Regions from separate parts of the Anser cygnoides genome. Here all the other regions are linked to region 1. The links are chromatin contacts, called in public Hi-C maps. All regions are on one chromosome and are shown on one strand. Each heading gives the region's core, a stretch centred on a gene start, on an enhancer-like site or on the middle of the called end of the contact. The rest is flanking DNA. Distances are from core to core; before and after follow the strand shown. Region 1 has its middle 23 kb from the start of HEY1. Region 2 overlaps IL7 (interleukin 7). Region 3 overlaps LOC125183290 (a long non-coding RNA gene).

Region 1 (2,814 bases), core at 132-2,631:
CACAGAGCTTTGCGTTATATTTGCGTGCTTACTGCAGGCTGGGTTTCGGGGTCCTCTGTCTTGTGCCCTGGTTGCCAGTATTTAGAGAGGGAAAAAAAGAGTTCAGTGTTTTTGAAGGGTGACAGATCTAAGGGTGACCATCCTCTTTCTTCTCTCTGAGCTCTTTCATGGGTCATTTAGCCTCTGATCTGATGGTGGTTTTTGATGTTACCTTTTCTTGCTGTTCCCTATATTTCTGAAGTTGCTTTTATCACCTCCCCAGTATCAATTTAGTGGGCTGCTGAATATTGCCTGTTGCTTTCTAGACATATTTGAAGCTGCAGAAATGTAGATACTCTCACAGTCACAAGTTTCTGACGATGGTATTGTAATTCACACAAAAAAGTCAACCCTTTTTTTTTTGTTGTTTTACAGCAACCCGTGGCCATGTCACTCACACTGGAATTAAATCTGAAAATATCTGGGCCCAGTCTCCAGATTTCAGAGCCACCATTTACCTTACATAAAGACCTAGTGTGAGCTGTGCAGCAGATGTAATGGGGATCCTTCAGAGGAAAGCCTTGCAACCCCTTGTATTTAGAGATTATCTCCGTTCTTAAAACCGACCGCTGCATGGCACTGTTGCACTACCGTCACCGCGGCACCACCTGCGGCACCACCCCTGGTGCACAGGGAATTTTCTCTATAATTGTCCCATTGCCCAGCGAGAGCCCTTCAGCATTGTGAAGTGCTGGCTCCATCCACCGCTGAGACGTGCTCAGCACGTGGCATGTGCTGCAAGGTGCAGGGAGGTCCTGCTGCTTCCCATGCAATCTTCTTCTCCCTCCGCCAAAAAAACTAATGAGAGGATTTCGTTTGACATGATGGTATCTGAAAACAGTTGGATAAGGTAGGTGTCCATGCTGCCCTAAGCGTAGGTTTTAAGCCATATCCCTCTTCTTCTGGGAGAAGAGAGAGAAGCACTTTTCTGTATGGCTTAAGGTGTCAGGAATAAAGCTCTTTCCTACGCCGATCACACCCTTCTGAAAGGCTTGCTAAAAAGTGGTCAGCTCTGTGTATGTGTGCACCCTACATCCAAACCTCCTGACTTTGGAAATATTTGAGTTTGTATGAGCATAAATTTTGTGGCTTCAGTAGACCACATGAACTTGTGACAGGTTTGCAACATTCCTGTCTGAGTACTCATCCAGCCTTGATGTGACTGATGGATTAACAAAAAACAGAGCCCTAACCTCATTTTGGAGGCAGTGTGGGGACATGCAGATGCCACAGGTCAAAACTGCCTTTCTCACTGGGCTGCCAGCTCTGCCCAGCAGCTGAGCCATCCCAAACCTCAGAGGGAGGAGGGAGCATCTGCTCTGCGCAGTGCCAGCGCTCCAGGCTCCCTCCTGTCCACAGGGAGGCTTCAGGCAGCCTGCAGAAAATGCTCCCCACTGCAGCACCAGCTGCTCTAAGCTCACAGCGTGCAGCTGGGCTTCTACAGTTAATCAAAGAAGCAGACTAAATTTTTTATTTTTTATTATTATTATTTTTTTTTAAATCCTGAGCATGCTACTTGCCACTGAATTAAAAAAAAATAATAATCTGAGGTATTTCAAGTAGCCAAATGGTAATGCAGGGTATTAGCTAAAGGCTTTTAGAATATATTTATACTTTAATAAAATGAATTCTACACCCACAAACTATTAAAATATCCAAGTAAACCCAACAGGATCAAAACACCAGCTCTGACACTGACCTACTGAGGCCACATGGCCTTCTTCTTCATTCATTTCTCTGGTGCAGATTTGGTAGCCATGGAGAGACATCTACCAGGCAATGCTCAGGTCTGGTTCTGGGGAGGGCACGTGCCATGGAGCCTGCCAGCAGACACACTGGATGTGGACACCCTTGTTTGTGGAGGCTGAGAGGGCCCAGCACCAGAGGTTTGTCCTTGGCCTGTTGCCTTAGCAAGTGCAGTCAGCAGGACAAACAAGGAAAGGGCCTAAAACAACCAGGTCTTGTTATGTCAATGGACAGGGAGAACTCTGAAAGTGATTTGTCATTTGGAAATGAAACCCAAATCCAGGAGACCTCAACCCAAAATCTGGGACCTCAAATAGAGATATAATCTTGACTGAATGACTCTTTTCATTGGGGCTTAAAGCAAAATGCAAACTTTGAAGACTTGGCAGCACTGAGGCTCGTGTCATCCAGTTTCAAAGTTTGCTCTATGAGTTCCCTGCCAGGTTTAATTCTAGTAATTTTGCCAGAAAGACAAGGAGTTTAGGCAATGAAACCAACTTGCCATAAGAACGTTGGATTGTGCCTCTCATGCCATGTTACAGCCCATTGTGCACAGAGCTGACCTTGCAGCCCTGTGCCTGGATGAGCTTCTGCAGCTTGTTGACTGCAGGCCAGGACTTCCAGGGACATAACTTGGCTCCAGATTAAAACAGGCTGCATGGGTCAGAAACCGACTGTTGCAGATCTGGAACGTTTGGCCCATCTCTCTGAAAGAGCAAACGATGCCACTTTTATCACTTTAAATCAGAAAACTAATCCTAGGTGTAATTCTCGATCACCTTTTGAACCGCTGTAAATGAGATCAGAACCATTTTTATATCTCAGCTCTTCAGCTTTCCTAGAAATCTGATGTTTTTCCTATAAATGAACTTTCACCCTGAAAATCAGTGTGTTAACATCCAGAATCTTGACGCAGTTATTGATGTATATGCCCAAGGATACATTATTAAATTTTCTTTCCTGATTTTTTTTTTCCCAATATTGAGTTAGGATTAAGGGTGCATGTGCATGTGTGTGTAGTTAGTTCTT
Region 2 (2,814 bases), core at 157-2,656, 340 kb after region 1:
CTGGAATAAATTTGAAAAAATAATTTCCAGGTGATTCCAGATGAATCCTGCTCTTTTCTTTCAAAGTGGCATTACTTGGTATCTTTGCATTTCATATGCATCCTATGAGTAACTCTGTTTGCTTACATGAATACCGGAATTCGGATGTAAAGCTACCATATTTTGATCCTGGAGATGGAATAAATAGAAACAGCTAAACCAAGCTGCTAAAGTCCGAGAAGGGGAAATAGAGACCAGTGTTTGAAACAAAAAACTCCGGAGAAGGTTGTGTCCCACCTTCATGCTCTGGAAAGTACTTTGAATTTTCTGATCTTCTGAGTGACTTTGTGATACCTTCATATGAAAGCAATCCACTTAGATGTCTACTGCAATTTATAAAAAAATCTTAGAAGCTGCAGACCAAAAAAAAAAAATCAGTATGGAAGAGCAGCTGATTTCTTTCTACCTATAGAAAACACATCAAGGACCAAAATGAACAATTTACCAAACAAGCAGCAGCTCTTGAGTTTGTTCTGCTGATGCAATAATGTTTTCAGTGTGAGCATCTAATGGGTTCACAAATTGATTTAGGTTTGAAAAATGGGAAAAAGGTAAACTTTTTTAAAAACCTTGGAAGGGTAGTGATTTTTGAGAGATTTAGCACAGTTCTGCTGGCTGAAGCAGGAGCAAGACAGCGAGGCATACGGAAGGCGAGAAATGGGATGCCTGAATGTGAGTTTGCTCAGCTGACTGGAAACAGCAATAGCATTATGCATTTGGTTATTGGAGTTAGCTGACAGAGGACCTAGAATTTCTTACCTTTGGATTGTGATTTCTTATATGCAATTATTTTATATAACGTGTTTAACGTGTTAGAAAAACGTGACTCAAAATGTGTGAATACTTTCAGAGAATAATATATTGGCATTTAACTAATAAAGTGTTCATATTTAATTTTGGATAAATAGAGGTATTTTTATAGATGTTTATAACTCTTTTGCAGTTTCTTACATTGATATAACTCCTTTGATAATAAAATATTTGTCTTCTATGGAATTGGGCTGTTGGCTTTTTGAGTGTCATTACTCCTTTCTTAGCTTTTTTTTTTTCCACTGCTAGTCATTAAAATCACAGTGCCTTTGTAAGATCCAGCTGCATGAGATTTCCTATTATAAAATATCTGTTTCTTAATTGCTTATAACCCTATAATTTAGGTAGACAGTTCCAGACCAGCTGTCCAACTTGGACTAAATATTTTGGGAAATCTTCAACTAAGCACGTTCTTTCCTGATTCAGAGTGAAAATTTTCTGTGGAACTACTCAGAGAAATCTTTGGTATTCAAAACACAAGATTGAAAAAATGGTGGAATGTGATTTAAACAACTGTATGGACCTCCTCTGACTGGAGTAAAATCTGCTGACTGAATCCATTAAACCCAGTGTGCCCTATTGCTAATGGTGAGGGACCCATATCTAATTATGGCACGGAAACTTCTTGAGTTTGTAGTATCTTTGAATTGGATCTTTGTAAATATGTGACTGAGATTTTCACATATTCTCTTTAGCTCTTGATTTAAGGGATTGTAACTTTAACTTCAAACTGGGGAAAAAAAAAAGCGATAAAAAAATCAGCCCAACCCACAACCCTTTTATGTAATAGGAAAAGGAAACAGATTTCCCAATGTTGCACTGCAGCTCAGAGAACACAACTATTGTAGGGACTTCTGAGGAAATCACTTCTACTGAAAGAAGTCCCAGTTGGCTGAGGACTAAATTTTTCTCTGAGAGTGACTGAAGAATACCAACTATGTTTTGGAAACTCAGGAACGATTGAGAGCCAAGATTGATTTCCTAATAACTGCTATCACTTGGCAAGGAAAGGGCAGTGTGAGTTAAAAGAAAAATACACAGGTGCAATATTAGTTACTACAAAATTGAAATCACAAAGTTCAGTTGGCTTAAATGACTTAAGCAGCAGCTCACAACTCAGATCTTGAGGCCAATCAAACAGTTTCTGGCCTATCCTGAGGAAAGACTGAACATAGATCCAGAACAGAAATTTGAATTCAGTGGTTATGAAATTGTGGTTTTCCTGATTGCTTCTCTTAATAAATATCCTGCCTGCCTGATTCTTCCTGCCAAGTTTCTTGAGTCATCACTTTTATGTAAAGACTAACTGCTAAACCCAGTGATTTGTGCTCTTTGATTTGTTCCTTCTAATTGAGAACCTTCTCCAGCTTCCACTGAAATCAGGAATCTGGCAAAACCAAACTGCTTTGCAGGAAATGGGCTAAGGGACCTTGCAAGGTATCACCACCACTCCTACCTCCCTTTCATTTTTTACCATCTTTTTGTTAGTTTGTTTTAACATTATGACACTGTAAAAAAGGAATATGAGTAGGTCAAACATGTAATTTAGAAATGCATGGAATTTATGGGAAGGTAGCAAAGGAAGCAAGGGAAGACAGGTATTAAAATTAGTGAAAATAATTTTACCACTGTCGTTACAAGGGACTGTGAATTGAGCAGATTAACCCATGTGAGCAAGATAATGTTGCGTATTTGAATGATTTCTAACAGCAAGTTAGGTGCTCTGCTGAGAAGAATTTCTGGTGTTTAGGAAATCAGATCAAGGAAGGTCACTGTTTTGACATCTTACTTTACACCATTAAACTGCTGAAGTTCCTCAGCTAAGGGTCACTCCTGGCTGATTTTAATTTCCCTTCCAGTTTCACCTCTTCAGCTTTGTGCTGAGCAACAGAGATGGTGGCTTTATGATAGGATTCATGAAGCATCTGCTTGATTCTTCTGGTTCTTCTTTCTTTTTTTTTTTTT
Region 3 (2,814 bases), core at 96-2,595, 300 kb after region 1:
CTACTTTAACATAGGTCAAGTGCATAAACTAATTGCAGAAGAGTAATTTATAGCATCTGTAAATGAGATGTTCTGGGAAAGCGCACCTTTAGCCTCAGAGACACCAGTAATGAGGCTGCATTTTAGTCACTGGGGTAATATAAGTTAAACACCCTCCTTCACTACTCTTAACTGCTGATATCTCCCTGCCTGGCGTACGAATACATTCTTTCTCTGTGGATCTATTCTTTCAGAAAGATCAGTACAGCCTCTGGTTTCCCTTTGCCACTTAAAACAAAAAAGAAGTAGCCAATAACTATACTGTTATATTGTCTGCCTCTTGGGCTCCTATGTTTTTTTCCCTTCTCTTTTTAAAGACACATGCTGAATATATTGCATTTATTTTTTTGGCATTTTTAATAAAAGAACAAATAAGAAGAGATATTTATCATTGAAAATGAATTTGCTTTATGATTTCACAATATTTATACACAAATAATCTCTGGAAAAAAACATCTTGATATTTGGCAAAAATTTCTCCATTGCCAGACAGAAAGTTATTTTTACTTAACAATTAAGACAGTTGCTAAGATGCTTTCTCAAATATATTTCCACCCACACAACTACTCTGTCATATGATTGCTAGCATCAGAAAAGAGGATAATTGCAATATACTGGCTCTTAGAGGATGTTTTTGATAAAACAAGCTGACTGAAGAAAAATCTCAATAGAGTTTCAAATTGTTGGGTGCTAATAATTGGATAGATATTTTAAATGCATTTGAGTGCTATATAATGTTCCAGTTGTCTGCACTACCTGTTAATATTAGACTTCGATTGTGTTTTAGCCATGCCTCGCTTTGTTTCTGAGCTGTCGATCCACTTCATAAGAATCTGTCATAATTTATACAGCATGTAAACCTAACAAAGCAGCCTGAATTACAACTTCGTTCAGTGTGATTTAAAGTGGCACTGTTTACATACAAATGTCAATGTTATTCTCTATATGCAAATATTCCCTTTGTTTGCATAATCCTCAAGAGTATCATGTTTCAGTATTTGGCTGCTTTTCGCAGACCAAAGGGCAAAGTGGTGGAGCAACCTGCAGTAACACATATTAAGAGAAGCCTTTGACCAAAAGCTCTTCAATCTTGGCAATACCAAAGTTACCAAATTTAATCCTTAGTTATGCAGAGCTCTGTTTTATGTGTGTCAAGTGAAATTTTCAGGAGTCAAACAAATGAGATGCTGCTTGTCGCACCCTCCTCCCCAACACAGTGTTGTTCTAAGCACAAAGGAAGCCCTGCAACAATTCTACCACAGGGCATGATACAGCAAGTGTTTGTATACCCGTACACCCAGCCCTCCTCCAAATAAATAAGAAAATAAGAATTTGCAGTAAAGAACATATCCCGTCTTAAGGATTTTATTCCCATTCATCCTTTCACCCAGCCTTTGCTCCTTCTTCATGCTGCCCATTGGGTGTATCAGGCACCAAGCTCAGACCAAGACTAACATCACACGCAAGGCAAAACTGCCGCGGAGCCTCATGGCGAGGCAGCCTGCTTTGCACACTGTGCTGAGCAGACAGCGGCCAGTCATTGAGCACAGTAATTTGATTTAGGTGTTGTGCCTTCTGAGTGAACTGTAAATGGGGTACTGCTCTTTCACACATGCATACACGTCAAATCCTGAAATCCCCTTCCACCTCATGCCCAAAGCAGAGTGGTTGTTGGTTTGTAAAATATTTCTCTGATGTTCTGATGACACAATAACCAACAGTTTTCAGAGCAAAAATGAGACGCCTGTTGCTTAATGTTGCTGATTTGAAAATAAGAGTATTTCTATACTTTGCCCATTTAAAAGTTTTCAGTAATTTCTCATTCTTCTTATGTACCTATAGGTCTTCATGTGTGCAAACCTCTGCATTTGATGTCGGACACCTCTCTGGCTCAGAAATCTCCCTGGAGAAGCTGTAACTTTATTCAGCTAGGTTCACATTCCCGGTATAGTATTCAGCTTGAGCTTCATCTGTTCAACCAGCACTACTAGCTGACCTTCTTTAGGGACACTGACTTGCCAGAGGAAGTAGAGGTTGCCCCATTTTAGCAGTAGCATTTTGTTGTATCCCTGGTTTTTCTTTCAGACCAGTTAATTTAGTCTTTTTTATTGCTGTTGATTTCAAAACCCCAAGTCATTCAGAAATCCACTATCAGCCACTAACACGCTTTATAAATCTGTTCTTTTTTTTTTTTTTTCTGCTGAGCACACATATTCCTAGAAGAAGGTCCTAGTTAATGTCTTTGCTGTTTTTGTTTGTGTTTAAGTCAGTAGTCAGCTTAGCTTTACAGATTCAAAAAGTATTCTTACCTTTTACTGCACAGCGAGGTGCTGCATATTTTATTTCCAGTCATTCCCATCCCCCTACCCTGGTTTGCCTCCTGCCTCTGTTGCTTCAGATATACACCACAATAAATGCAGATAAGGAACTGCTTTTTTCTTTTTTTTTTTTTTTTTTGGCTAGTTATCCAAACAAGACAGTGAGACACTTGTGTCTTTGCAATGCCATAGCAGAATTTCTTGGCACTGCTAATAATAATACTTCCTTGCTGTAGCACCTATCAGGTATATAGGAAAAAAAAAAAAAAAAAAAAGAATTTGCTTTCTGACTGCAGTTTCACCGGATTAGAGCAGTTCCCCGGCTGTTCCGAAGTGTTTCCCTGCAGCAGCTGGCTTGCACGGAAAAATACTACAAGCGTTTCAAGGATGAGTTTAGGCTGTATTGTTTGGCAGGCTTTCTTGCTGACATTTCAAGACAGTTCTAGCTCCCCCTCGT

What was found. Hi-C and Micro-C count contacts between places; a contact is called where the count stands out from the background.
Region 2: a Hi-C map of liver shows a contact between it and region 1, with 2.4 times the contacts expected there. The contact joins two enhancer-like sites. A contact is called at or near these places in 2 of 7 Hi-C or Micro-C datasets (both in liver).
Region 3: a Hi-C map of liver shows a contact between it and region 1, with 2.7 times the contacts expected there. The contact joins two enhancer-like sites. A contact is called at or near these places in 2 of 7 Hi-C or Micro-C datasets (granulosa cells and liver).

The regions. Positions count from the first base shown.
Region 1 is chr2:133,078,443-133,081,256 of Taihu_goose_T2T_genome, reverse strand. No RefSeq gene overlaps it. Among named protein-coding and RNA genes, the nearest start is that of HEY1, 23 kb to the left of the region's middle. Within about 2 kb of position 1,381, at least 2 of the 3 cell types and tissues checked have open chromatin away from gene starts, as enhancers often do. A contact at or near this core is called in liver, where this site is marked.
Region 2 is chr2:132,737,958-132,740,771 of Taihu_goose_T2T_genome, reverse strand. It overlaps IL7 (interleukin 7), which reads left to right. Exons shown (of 5, transcript XM_048068279.2): 5 at 1-1,035. The coding sequence ends at 34. Among named protein-coding and RNA genes, the nearest start is that of IL7, 12 kb to the left of the region's middle. Within about 2 kb of position 1,406, at least 1 of the 3 cell types and tissues checked has open chromatin away from gene starts, as enhancers often do. A contact at or near this core is called in liver, where this site is marked.
Region 3 is chr2:132,774,457-132,777,270 of Taihu_goose_T2T_genome, reverse strand. The region is part of intron 2 of LOC125183290 (a long non-coding RNA gene); the gene reads right to left. Among named protein-coding and RNA genes, the nearest start is that of IL7, 25 kb to the right of the region's middle. Within about 2 kb of position 1,345, at least 3 of the 3 cell types and tissues checked have open chromatin away from gene starts, as enhancers often do. A contact at or near this core is called in liver, where this site is marked.